Linked DNA regions of Mus musculus: region 2 is linked to region 1. Evidence: chromatin contacts called from public promoter capture Hi-C data. All regions are on one chromosome and are shown on one strand. Each heading gives the region's core, a stretch centred on a gene start, on an enhancer-like site or on the middle of the called end of the contact. The rest is flanking DNA. Distances are from core to core; before and after follow the strand shown. Region 1 overlaps Ngly1 (N-glycanase 1). Region 2 overlaps Top2b (topoisomerase (DNA) II beta).

What was found. Capture Hi-C pulls out chosen DNA fragments and counts their contacts.
Region 2: a contact with region 1 is called in a promoter capture Hi-C map of adipose tissue. The contact joins two enhancer-like sites. A contact is called at or near these places in 9 of 484 Hi-C or Micro-C datasets (the AtT-20 cell line, CD4 T cells, MC3T3-E1-derived osteoblasts and 4 more), 2 of 115 datasets of contacts at active chromatin or transcription factors (acute myeloid leukemia and fibro-adipogenic progenitors) and 3 of 9 other capture datasets (adipose tissue, liver and pancreatic islet).

What each region holds. Positions count from the first base shown.
Region 1 is chr14:16,279,746-16,285,412 of GRCm38.p6, forward strand. Ngly1 (N-glycanase 1) reads left to right here. Exons shown (of 12, transcript NM_021504.3): 6 at 948-1,069; 7 at 1,995-2,140; 8 at 3,618-3,728. Among named protein-coding and RNA genes, the nearest start is that of Ngly1, 33 kb to the left of the region's middle. Within about 2 kb of position 2,731, at least 8 of the 459 cell types and tissues checked have an H3K27ac peak or open chromatin away from gene starts, as enhancers often do. A contact at or near this core is called in adipose tissue, where this site is marked.
Region 2 is chr14:16,378,368-16,384,045 of GRCm38.p6, forward strand. It overlaps Top2b (topoisomerase (DNA) II beta), which reads left to right. Exons shown (of 36, transcript NM_009409.2): 2 at 4,695-4,850. Among named protein-coding and RNA genes, the nearest start is that of Top2b, 16 kb to the left of the region's middle. Within about 2 kb of position 2,029, at least 116 of the 459 cell types and tissues checked have an H3K27ac peak or open chromatin away from gene starts, as enhancers often do. A contact at or near this core is called in adipose tissue, where this site is marked.

The sequences.
Region 1 (5,667 bases), core at 1,481-3,980:
ACACACAGGGAGAATGAAGTCTTGTCAACCATTCTCTACCTTATTCCAGGGAGACAGGTGTCTACCAAGCCCCAAGAATCCTGCCTCCATCACCCACAGCATTGGGGTTACAAGTATGCATGGTCACACCCACAGCTCTTTACATGAGTACTGGATCCAAAATCAGTTCCTTATTTTTCCACAGCAAGTGTTCCTAAGCACTGAGCCATCTCTCCATCCCTAATCCCCACAGCCCTCATTTGGGTTTTCAAGTTTGGAAGCAGTGTCTCATATAGCACAGGCTAGCCTTGAATGACTTTGGATTCCTAGTCTCCTCCTCCCTTCCAAGCCCTGGGATTATACATGTACATCTTTTTTGGTGATAGGAATTGAACTGAAGTTCCATGTATGATAGTCAAGTATCCTACCCTAAATCCCTGCCCCTGCCCCTGCCCCTGCCCCAAGCTAAAATCCATTGAGTAATTTTTAAAGGTAATTACATAGCAAGCTTATTTACTTGCAAGAGAACCATTGAATATCTTAATCACAGTTTTTAGAAAAACTGCCTATCTAAATATTTTTAGAATCCAGTCAAGATGAAAACTCCCCTGTCCAGCCATTCTCCTACATCTTAGCTGTTACATGGCTTGTAATACTGATTCTGAGTGTGGCAGTATGAATAGGCTAATCAGTGCATTTACCTTCTTTGAAGTGTTAGCACCCATTTTTAATTAAGACTAAAACTGACTGCATATAGTAAACTACACTCATTGAAGACAGTTGTACCTTTTAAGCATGGTTCACAAAGACTAGCACAGTACCTTGTATAGGCTGTGTTTTAAGTCAGTATTTTAAAATAAGACAGTAAAAGTCATGATTGGTGTTTTAGCATACAAGTGATTTAAGTTCTTTAAAAATTTGATTTTGATCATGAATCACAGCTCTCGTCTTTTTGTTTTTTAAAACAGATATAACAACCCCGAGAAACTTTTGGAAACAAGATGTGGACGCTGTGGTGAATGGGCCAATTGTTTTACTCTGTGCTGCCGTGCATTAGGGTTTGAAGCTCGATATGTGTGGGATTACACAGGTACAGCGTGAGAAGGAGAGAAGAGACAGAAGAGAGGAGCTTTGTAAACTTGAAGTTGAGGTTTACAGCCTGAGCCCCTCATTTTCTCTTTTTCATATCACCTGAGTTCTCTGTTAACCTTCTGTAAGGTAACAGCAGTAGCAGCCTCACAGGAGATCTCAAGACTGTAACATTTGTCTCACAGCTGCCCCATTCCCAGTGTCTGGACTCTATCCTATCGGTGACATTAACAGTACCTTGTTCTGTGTGATGGGAATGTGTGTAGTAACGTGCTATAGAGATCATGTTAAAGGATTGCTGTAGTTGATGTAGTAAGCCTCTACTGCATTCTGTAGACACTAAGGAAAACTTGCTCTTCATTTAGAAAAAAACTCATGTCAGGTTCGTGTTGAAAGTCGCTTTCCCTGTTCCAGGGTTTTCCTTGTTTCCCTTGTTGTTTTAGAATTAGATGAAACCTTCAGCTGATAGTCTTCTCTCAGAATCAAATATAGAGCCTCAAGCGCTCAAGGGTGTTTAAGGCAGGAGGATTGAAACCAGCCTGGGTATCCATTTGCCTACTAAGGAGACTCCATTTCAAAACTAAATATAGACCATGAATAACCAGGTCTGGAGAGGTTCTTGTTTCAGAAGTCACATTTATTCCTTCACAGCCCACTAGTTCGGATGCTCTTCTGAAAGCTTTACCTGCCTTAGAGTCACAGCACACATCATTTTTAGTTAAGACTTAAACTGACTACATTTTAAATACAAATACTGTATAATTATGTGTGCCACAAAATGTTCTTGCTAATTAACTCGGTGTTAAGTATTATAAGTTAGTTTATTATATGATTCTTAGAGGATTACTTATAGTTATTAGAAGTCATTCTTGTTTTATAAACTTAACTTCTACTTCCCTTTTCTTTCTCTTCTCCCACATGAGTAGACCATGTTTGGACAGAAGTCTATTCTCCATCTCAGCAGCGGTGGCTACACTGTGATGCATGTGAGGATGTCTGTGACAAACCCCTCCTTTATGAAATAGGATGGGGCAAGAAGCTTTCCTATATAATAGCATTCTCTAAAGATGAGGTAGGACATCAGAGAAAATGCACACCTTCAAAGTGTACTTGACATATGGGCCACATACATTGGTAGGGTGCTGTTTCTTCTGTCATTTGTAAACACCATAAAGTCATTGGAATCAGTGTGTCCCCTGTCGGTGTCCAAGGGATATTTGTATCCATTTACGTATAGATGAATAGTGGGTGAGTTAGTTTTTAATCTTAAATTAAGCTGCTGTAAACATTCAGGTATATACTTGCTTTTTCTTGTTGCCTAGGAGTGGAATGGCTGGGTCATTGTCAGATTATTTTGCAAAGCAGTGGCACCATTTTATTTTCTTACCAGTAGTACATGAGATTTGCTAGTTTCTCCATATCCTTGCCAAAGTTTAGTGTGGCTTTACTATTTTTTTTTTTTTTGAGTCGGTGGTGGGGGGAATATTTTCTTTATTAACTTTTAAAATGTTTTCACCTTTCCAGGTCTCCCCTTCAGAAACACCCTATCCCATTCCCCCCTCCCCTGCCTCTGTGACGGTGCTCCTCCACCCACCCACCCACTCCTGTCCTTGTCATTCCTTAACACTAGCCTTGTGGCTTTACTTTTTTAAGTTCAGCCCTGCCAATGAGAGCATGGTTGTGCTTTCCAAGTGTGCTTCCCTAATGACACAGTGTCCTGCCTGGAGCATGAGCTAGGTTTCATTTTCTAAACCCGTGTCTCTTTTCTTCTGAGTCTAGAGGTTTCTTTTTTTTTTTTAAGTTCTTATGTAAGTTGTTTTTAGAATTTTGTGTTGTTAATATTTGCCTCGTGTGTTCTAAATGGTAAAAGAAAAGAAATCAGTCAAATTCTCTTAAAGATTTTGCTTTTACATTATATGGAAGAAAGCTTTGCTGCTCCTTGACACTGATTTTCTCTTATTTTCTCCTTAGAGCGTGTTATGTTTTAGTTAGTTGAGACTTGTTTTGAGCATCTACATTACTGAGCTGCCCTGCCCAAGATGGCTGAGGAGGCTGGGCTTCTCTCCTTACTTGTCCTCTCTGTCAGAATTTGCTTCTGTAGTCATGCAGCAATGAGGGTAAAGTTTCATTTGTTTAGTTCTGCGATGGCAGCCTCTTTACAATATGAAAATCTAACATTCTGAAAATATTTTAACTTATCACTATTTTGTTGAAAAAAATTAAAGTATATTCTTTTCAATGTCTTTCACTTTCATTTAGTTTTACTATGGCTTGTGAGGCTGGCCTTGAACTCACGGATCTGCCTCAGCCTCCTTATTCCTGGATTATGGTCGTAATCTATCATGCTCAGCTTTTCTTTCTTTCTTTCTTTTTTTTAATTGAACAATACCCTCAACTCTGGTTTTTAAATTCTAACACAGGATATTTTTCTTAGTTACTTGTAAGAGTTCCTTGCATTGTAGCTATTTAAAAAATAAAGCTATTTTTTAAAAAAATTAAAGGAACATTGTGATTTTTGTTAAATAGTTGTGTTCTGTAACTGATTCCAGGTAGTTGATGTCACCTGGCGATACTCTTGTAAACATGATGAGGTGATGTCCAGGAGGACCAAGGTTAAAGAAGAGTTACTTCGAGAAACTATTAATGGGCTTAATAAGCAGGTATGTAGTGGCTGTCATTTTAAAGAGGACATTTGAAATTTTACATATCAGGAATAGTCCGTTTTAACTCTTTATTTACCTATTGAGAAAGATCTCATGTATCCTTGACCTCATGTGCTAGGATAATATGTGCAACAGCATGTCTAGTTTTTAAAAATTACCTTTATTCCTTAACAATTTCCTACAGTACATTTTGATATTTACCACCCCACAAGTATCCCCAGATTCACCTTCCCTCCCTCACCCCCACCTACATATCATCTACATATCATATTTTTTTTTTTTTTTGGTCCTAATGTGTGCTGCCCAAATACTCTTGGTTTTTTCAAGACAGGGTTTCTCTGTATAGCCCTTGCTGTCCTGGAACTCACTTTGTAGACCAGGCTGGCCTTGAACTCAGAAATCCGCCTGCCTCTGCCTCCTGATTGTTCTTGGTGTGAGGCCTGACCTGGAGCTTGATCTACACCAGGTGTCACACCCTTCAGGAAAACTGTCTTCACCCCAGCAATTATTAATTACCAGTAGCTCCCTAGATAATGGTGGGACTTCATCCCTACCTCCCTGCTTCAGTGCTGGGATTTTGCCAGCTTGAGTGTATGCACAAGTCTTGTGCATGCTGCCATGACTACTGTGAGTTTTACATGTACAGCTTCCCTGCTGTGTCTGGAAAGCACGTTAATTGTAGTCTGTCAGCCACAAGTGGCTCTTACAAACTTTCTGCCCCTCTTCTTCGGTGACGCCCCAGGCCTTGAGGGAAGAGGTGTGATACAGGTGTTCACCATGTGCTGAGAACTCTGCAGTCTCTTACTCGCTTCCAGTTAACTAGCTGCCACACCCAAGTTTATATAGTTCAGAGAATGGAACCCAGGGCCTTAGGCATTCTAGGCAGTTTACCAAGTGAGCTAATTCTTATCCACCATTGAAATTTCTAAAGTATTACATCTTTCTACCAAGACTATTTTAATAAACCAGTGTCTTTTTTTATTCTTAATTTTTTATTATTTAAATGTATTTTATACATCAAACATGTTAATAATATTGAGTATTTTGAGAATCAAAAAATACATAAAAATTGTTCATCTTTTATATTCATATCCTTTCATATCCTAAAAATATCATTAAGGAATATTTAATACTATCTATAACTGAGGATCCTATATCTAATGTTGAATTCTAAATAGTTTCAAAACATATAAAATATTCTTTGGGAGTTAAGCATAATAAAAGAGGATGAAATATTATAAATGAATCATTAAGAATTATATTCAAAAGCCCTTATATGATACAACCTGACATAGTGAGAGAGTATTTAAAATGCATTATGTATCTGTGTATATTGCCTAACAATAAGTTTACTTTAAAAAGATTATCAATGTTTCTAGGAGAGAAATTATTTTTTTCAGTAATTATATTTGAAAAATTTCAAAACAGCAAAATCTCTTTGAAGTTAAATATTAAGAAAATGCTAATTTCAGGGACAGTGAGAAAAATTATAAATATTTCCATGATGTTTGTAGAACATGATTTTAATGTTTCAACTATTGCTATTCAACAAACATAGTTATTTTATGATATATTTTGTTGTTATGTCTCCCTTTTCATTTCTGATTTTATTAATTTGGATACTGTCTCTGTGCCTCTGGTTCTTCTGGCTAAGGGTTTGTCTATCTTGTTAATTTTCTCAAAGAACCAGCTTCTGGTTTGGTTGATTGCTTGTATAGTTCTTTTTGTTTCTATTTGGTTTCCTGCAGTCCACTCCTCTCTGGCATATTTGCATCTTTTTGTTCTAGAGCTTTCAGGTGTGCTGTCAAGCTGCTAGTGTAAGCTCTCTTCAGTTTCTTTTGGGAGGCACTTGGAGCTATGAGTTTTCCTCTTACCACTTCTTTCATTGTGTCCCATAAGTTTTGGTATGATGTGTCATTTTCATTAAATTTTAGAA
Region 2 (5,678 bases), core at 779-3,278, 98 kb after region 1:
CTACATCCTCCCAATATAATACTAGTAGCTTGAGAACTGTCATTTGAAACATGAGCCTGTGTGAGATAATTGCACACTTAAACCATAAAAAACATTTGTGTATTTTGTTGATTTTAAAAAACAAAAAACCACAACTCTTGCTTTCATTGACTTTAAGCATCTAAAAAAAATCTTTCCTCTGAGATGTCAAAATGACATGATTTATTGTACATATGTTACACTTGGCTGCAACTGAGGACAAACCTAGTTTAAGTTGCCTCAGGTCCAGGTAGAACGAACAGGGACCATTTTGGTTACAAATGAGGCAAGTCTCTCAGAAGTGGTCTTGGTGATTAGATGGTAATGAAGTCCTAGATAAAGTATGATAGGTAGCATACAGTCTAACTACTTGTATGAACACTTCAGTCACTGGCATTCCTCATTTCTGCTCCTACAGCCATCATGTGTACACTCTACATGACTAGTTACTTGGCCTTTGGTTGATCTTTCTCCTCTGGAATTTTAGGCAGTGTATTAATTGTATATAGTGTATATTATTTGATGACTCTTTTTTTTTTTTTTTTTTAGTAAGCATTCTCTTTTCCAATTTATTCTCATGCCAAAGGAACTTCTGTAAGGGAGGCAACAGTAAGGCTGAGGGACTTGAATCTTAATAGACTCCTGTCTATTAATTTTAGATTTAGTTCTATGCATAGTTTCTTAATGTATGCTATTGGTTCAGCATCTTCATTTTAAAAATTTAAATGTGGTACCACTTTGTCTTGATCCTGTAAGTTTTGACGTCTTTTTTTTTTTTTTTTGCTTTTATTTATCCCCATATATTTCCTAAGTTATTTTATGATTTCTTCTTTGATTCTTAAATAGTTTACAAAAAACGTTTTAGTCTGTATCTGTGCAGTAACTGATGGGAAACTAATAGAACTCCTTAGTATATGAGAATTGTTTTCTTGTATTGCTGTCAGGATTCTCTCCCTCGTGACTTTTTTTTTTATGAGATTGGGAATTGAACTCATTGCCCCCTGGATGGGCCTATGGCTTATCCATGGCGTTGGCAGTTTGATTATGTATCTTAGTACAGGTTCCTTAGGTTTGTGCTTGCTTGACTGTGAACTTCTTAAATTTGTCAATTTCTCTCCTCATATTTGGAAAGTTCTTCCTATTTTTATCTTCTCCTTTAGACATTGTGTAACATTCTGTTTGACTGATGATAGCCTGTGAGTCAAGTTCTTTTAATTTTTCTTAATTCTTTCTTTGGTGGTTCCTTTGTCATTGTCATTTCTTTCTTCATAGTTACTATTTTTTCTTGTGATTGGCCAAGTTGAGTCTTCATATATTTTAAGTTATTCTTCAGTTTTAGTAACAATGTTTGAGTCTTTTCATTTATTTTCTGTTTATCTCATTTTGTTTACTATTTTGCTGATTTTCTGGTTTTGTTGTGTATCTGGACAGTTCCCTGAGCTGCTTCTTACCTCCATCTCTCCCTTTCCTTTATCTTCTTGTTACCATTATTTTTTCCTTTTCTCTTTCTCTCCTGTCTTCTCCTGTCCCCTCCCCTCCTTTCCCTCCACTCTTCTCCCCTCCCCTCAACATCTTCTCTAAGCCTAGTCTAAACTTTATTTATAGCAGTCCTTCTGCCTTAATTTCTCAAGTTCTAGGATTACAGATGGGAGCACCCACAGCCCATGGAGATTTAAGTCTATCCCTTGGAAGGTTTTGTGTGTGTGTGTGTGTGTGTGTGTGTGTGTGTGTGTGTGTGTGCTTCCCCTTTTATTTATTTGTGTTGCTTTCTCTCAGGGTTAGCTCTTCTTAACAGTCTGGTTCTAGTCTGGGTGGTTTCTGCAGCTAGTTAGTCCATTCAGAGAGTCACGAGACTTTGCAAGCCATTTCTAGGGGTGTAGCGTCTCTGGGCTTGTTCATGGAAGAGCATTGTCTGTATCTTTATTTAGGGAACAGTCTGGGCAACTCCTCTGCCCTACTGTGTCCTCTCACACACACTGTAATAAGCCATGGTACTAGAGCTCCACCTAATGTCTATCCTTAGAACTACAGACTCTGGGTGCTGGACTAAATCATTTTGATTTCCTTTGTTCTCAGTTCAGCTACTGTTGCCAGTGCTAGATTCAAGAAAGACAGCAAACAGTCCCTGTGGTAGCACTTCTACTTTCCCTTTGAAGGGAAAACTCTGGGAAAGAAGTTGCATTTCCTCCCGTCCTGCCTTGCAGAGAGGGCTCCTGGGCGTGGATGTGGTTTTGTATTTTTCACTCAAGAGACAGGACCTCTTAAGCAGTCTCTGGATTTCTTACAAGGACGAGTGATTCATTTATTACAGTTTAGTCTGTGTTTCAGTAGGGAAGGGGGTTTGGGGTTTCCTAAACTTCAGTCTTGTTGACATTAAACTATGTGTTCTGATTTTTAAGGTTTAATTCTTTGAACTTGATAGGTTAGATTCTCACCTCTTTTTCTCTTATATCCATTTGGGAGTAGATAGAAGGTAGGGTGGTGGTGGTGGCAACCATTTGTTAAGAAGGTGCAGGAATGTGGTTAACTTGTTGAAAATGTTTTGAGATGCTGTCCATCTCCAGTTATCAGTGCAGTTTAGCAAAAACTCCTAAGGCAAATTTCAAAATCTAAATTATGTAGACACTGACTTCAGGTTGACTTAATATTGAAAATATTTTCATTTTGATGTATGTTTTAGAGTTATAAACTTGATGAGAAAGTTTTTTTTCCCTATGTGCTTGTTATAGGTTTGCAACCTTTATGCCAATAGTCACATGCATTGAGACGCCTTTCTAAGTTATTGATAGAAAATTACCTTCCTTTGAATTAATATGTCTCACATTTTAAAGTAATTAGAGAATGATTTTAGTGATTATGATCTTTGTGCTAACTATTCTGAGGACCTGTATAGGTTATTACTTCTCTCTTTGCTGTGATAAAATACCTGAGAACAAAGCTTGAAGAGGACAGAGATTAGAGTGGAGGGTCCAGTTCATTTGATTACAACAGACAATAATTACCTTGTAAACAATGGACCACCAAAATGGTAGCTGCAGCTACATGAAAATGTTCCCAGTTGGGAGATGTTAGTTAAATCCAGGACAAAATGGGGGTAACTCTGGGCAGTTCAGAGGGGAAGACAGGTGTGAGAGTGGCTCTAACTGTGGGACCAGGCCATACTGCAAGCTGATTGATCATATTACATGTGCATTCAGGAAGCATAGTGCTGGTGATGTCCTTGTTTTCTCCTAGTGTATTTACTTTACATAAGCTGCTCACAGTCAGGGTAGCTTTTTTCCATTTTTGTTAAACTGTTCTTGAAACATCCTCACAGATACATCCACAAATTTTGTCTTCTAGGTTATTCTACATTTCATTAGATTGACAATCCCATCACAGTATGCATTTTACAAATAGTTTATTGCTATAAACATCGTAAGCCGGGCGTGGTAGTGCACGCCTTTAATTCTAACACTGGGGAGGCAGAGGCAGAGGCAGGCAGATTTCTGAGTTCAAGGTCAGCCTGGTATACAAAGTGAGTTCCAGGACAGCCAGGGCTATACAGAGAAACCATGTCTCAAAAACCAAAAAAAAAAAAAAAAAAAAAACCAAAAAAACAACCCCCCCCCAAAAAAAACAAAAACCAAACAAACAAACAAACAAAAAAACCATTGTAATAGTTCATCTTTTTGGCCATTTAGTTTATCATCAAACTCTTGACAGAAATAGAGTATGGAAACCTTATGGAATTATTTTCTTTTGTACAAAGCTATTTTTAAGTGAATTAGCACTATTAATAGATAAGTATATAAATGAAAGAAAATATGACTATAGCAAAATTCAGTAAAATTAGTATTTTAAACATTATTAAGTGCCTATATATATATATATAAATAAATTCATGACCTTAAGAAATTACAGTTAATATTTGAATTCCCTAAGGTTTTTCTGTTACAAGTCCTATTTTGGTATGTTTGTTTAGATTACTCAAAAGGCATAGATTTTTATTTTGCAACATATATAGTGACATTTTAAAGATTTAATTTATGACATGATATTATGTTTATATTAAGAAACTGAAAATAGGCCATCCTAATTTCCTTTATTAATAAGATGCCATATTAGTCAGCATTCCCCAAAGCTGACTAATCTAAGAAGGAAATGCTCTGTTGCTGTGAAGAAAAGGGGGAGTCTTTAGACTTAGAAGTTTGGTTTGGTTCTCAGATGTTGTAGAAATAGTTACCATTACTTAGCTCTATATCATTGGAACTGGCAGAGGAATGAATCTATAGATGCTTTAGTATTAGGTCAACCTCAACTGAAACTGGCATGATCTACTAAGATGAGCAACCTGAGCACTTTCTAACCATGATAATCTTGGCCATATTGTATTTATTAACTACATCGACTATTTTGTGTGACCCTCAGAGCCATTCAGTTTTTATTCTGATTCTGTAACCTGACAGCAACGTGAATCCTTTGGGAAGTTTTGGGGAACACAAAACATTACCTTGATATCTTAGAGAGCTGGGACCTGCTCTACTAATTCTGATCAGTATAAGGTTGTCTAAGTGCTAGTGATAGGTAACATTAGTAAGACTGAAAGATGGATCCCAGGTCATGTCTCCATATACATTTTTGTTTGCCCCTTGGTTTAGGATATTTAAATTTAATTTAGATGATTTTTCTAACAGAACAATGCTACAAAAAAGGAAGAGTTGGAGACAGCAAACAAAAATGACTCTACTAAGAAGTTGTCTGTTGAGAGAGTGTACCAGAAGAAGACCCAACTGGAGCACATTCTCCTTCGTCCTGATACATACATTGGATCAGTGGAGCCACTGACACAGGTAATTACTTGCTAAAATTGATTGAGATTAGAGGATATGCATATCTTCTTTTTAAATATTTTAATAAAGGCATGGTTATGTAGTTTGTAAGTCTGCGACTTTATGTCTGTTTATGATCATGATTAAGAAGGACAGAGGAGCTAAGACAATGCGCGAGACTCTGGGCCTGAAACTCACAAACAAGAAAACCAAACAAACCTAACCAAGATGAACCCTGAGAGAGACCTAGGAGAACTGGAAATCTGTTCATTGCTTATGGAGATAAGGACATCAGAATATAAAAGTGTAGAATAAAATGGTGCCATAAGAATTGGTTAAAAGTTTAACATAGTGTGTGCTGTGGTTTACTTCAATAGTGATACCTTCTAGAGCTGATTTATTTATGTTTACTGTGGCTTTGGCTTACATATATTATTCTGCTTGATTTAACATTTTTGGGAAGTCCAAAGTTAGACTTTTATTGTTTTACTCTGCTATATTTTTCTATAGAATATAGATAAATTTTGAAGTGAAAGTAGAAAGTAAATAAATGTTCTTCATTATTTTAAACATTATGTAGGTATTATTTCTAGGGATCCATAGTTGTTGACAGAGAACAGAAATTTCTAGGCCTTAAGAATTTGATTTGGGGTTCCCATCTGCTGTAGAATGGTTAGAATTAGGACTCTTAACTCTTTATGAAACGAGCAGAGAAACTGAAGTTAGAGGTGTTTTGTTGGACACTGGGGATTGAGCCCAGCGCCTTATACTTGGCTCAGCACAAACTGTTACTGAGTTACAGACTTATATTACAGCTGACCTACATGTGAATAAAATACAAGCAATGCA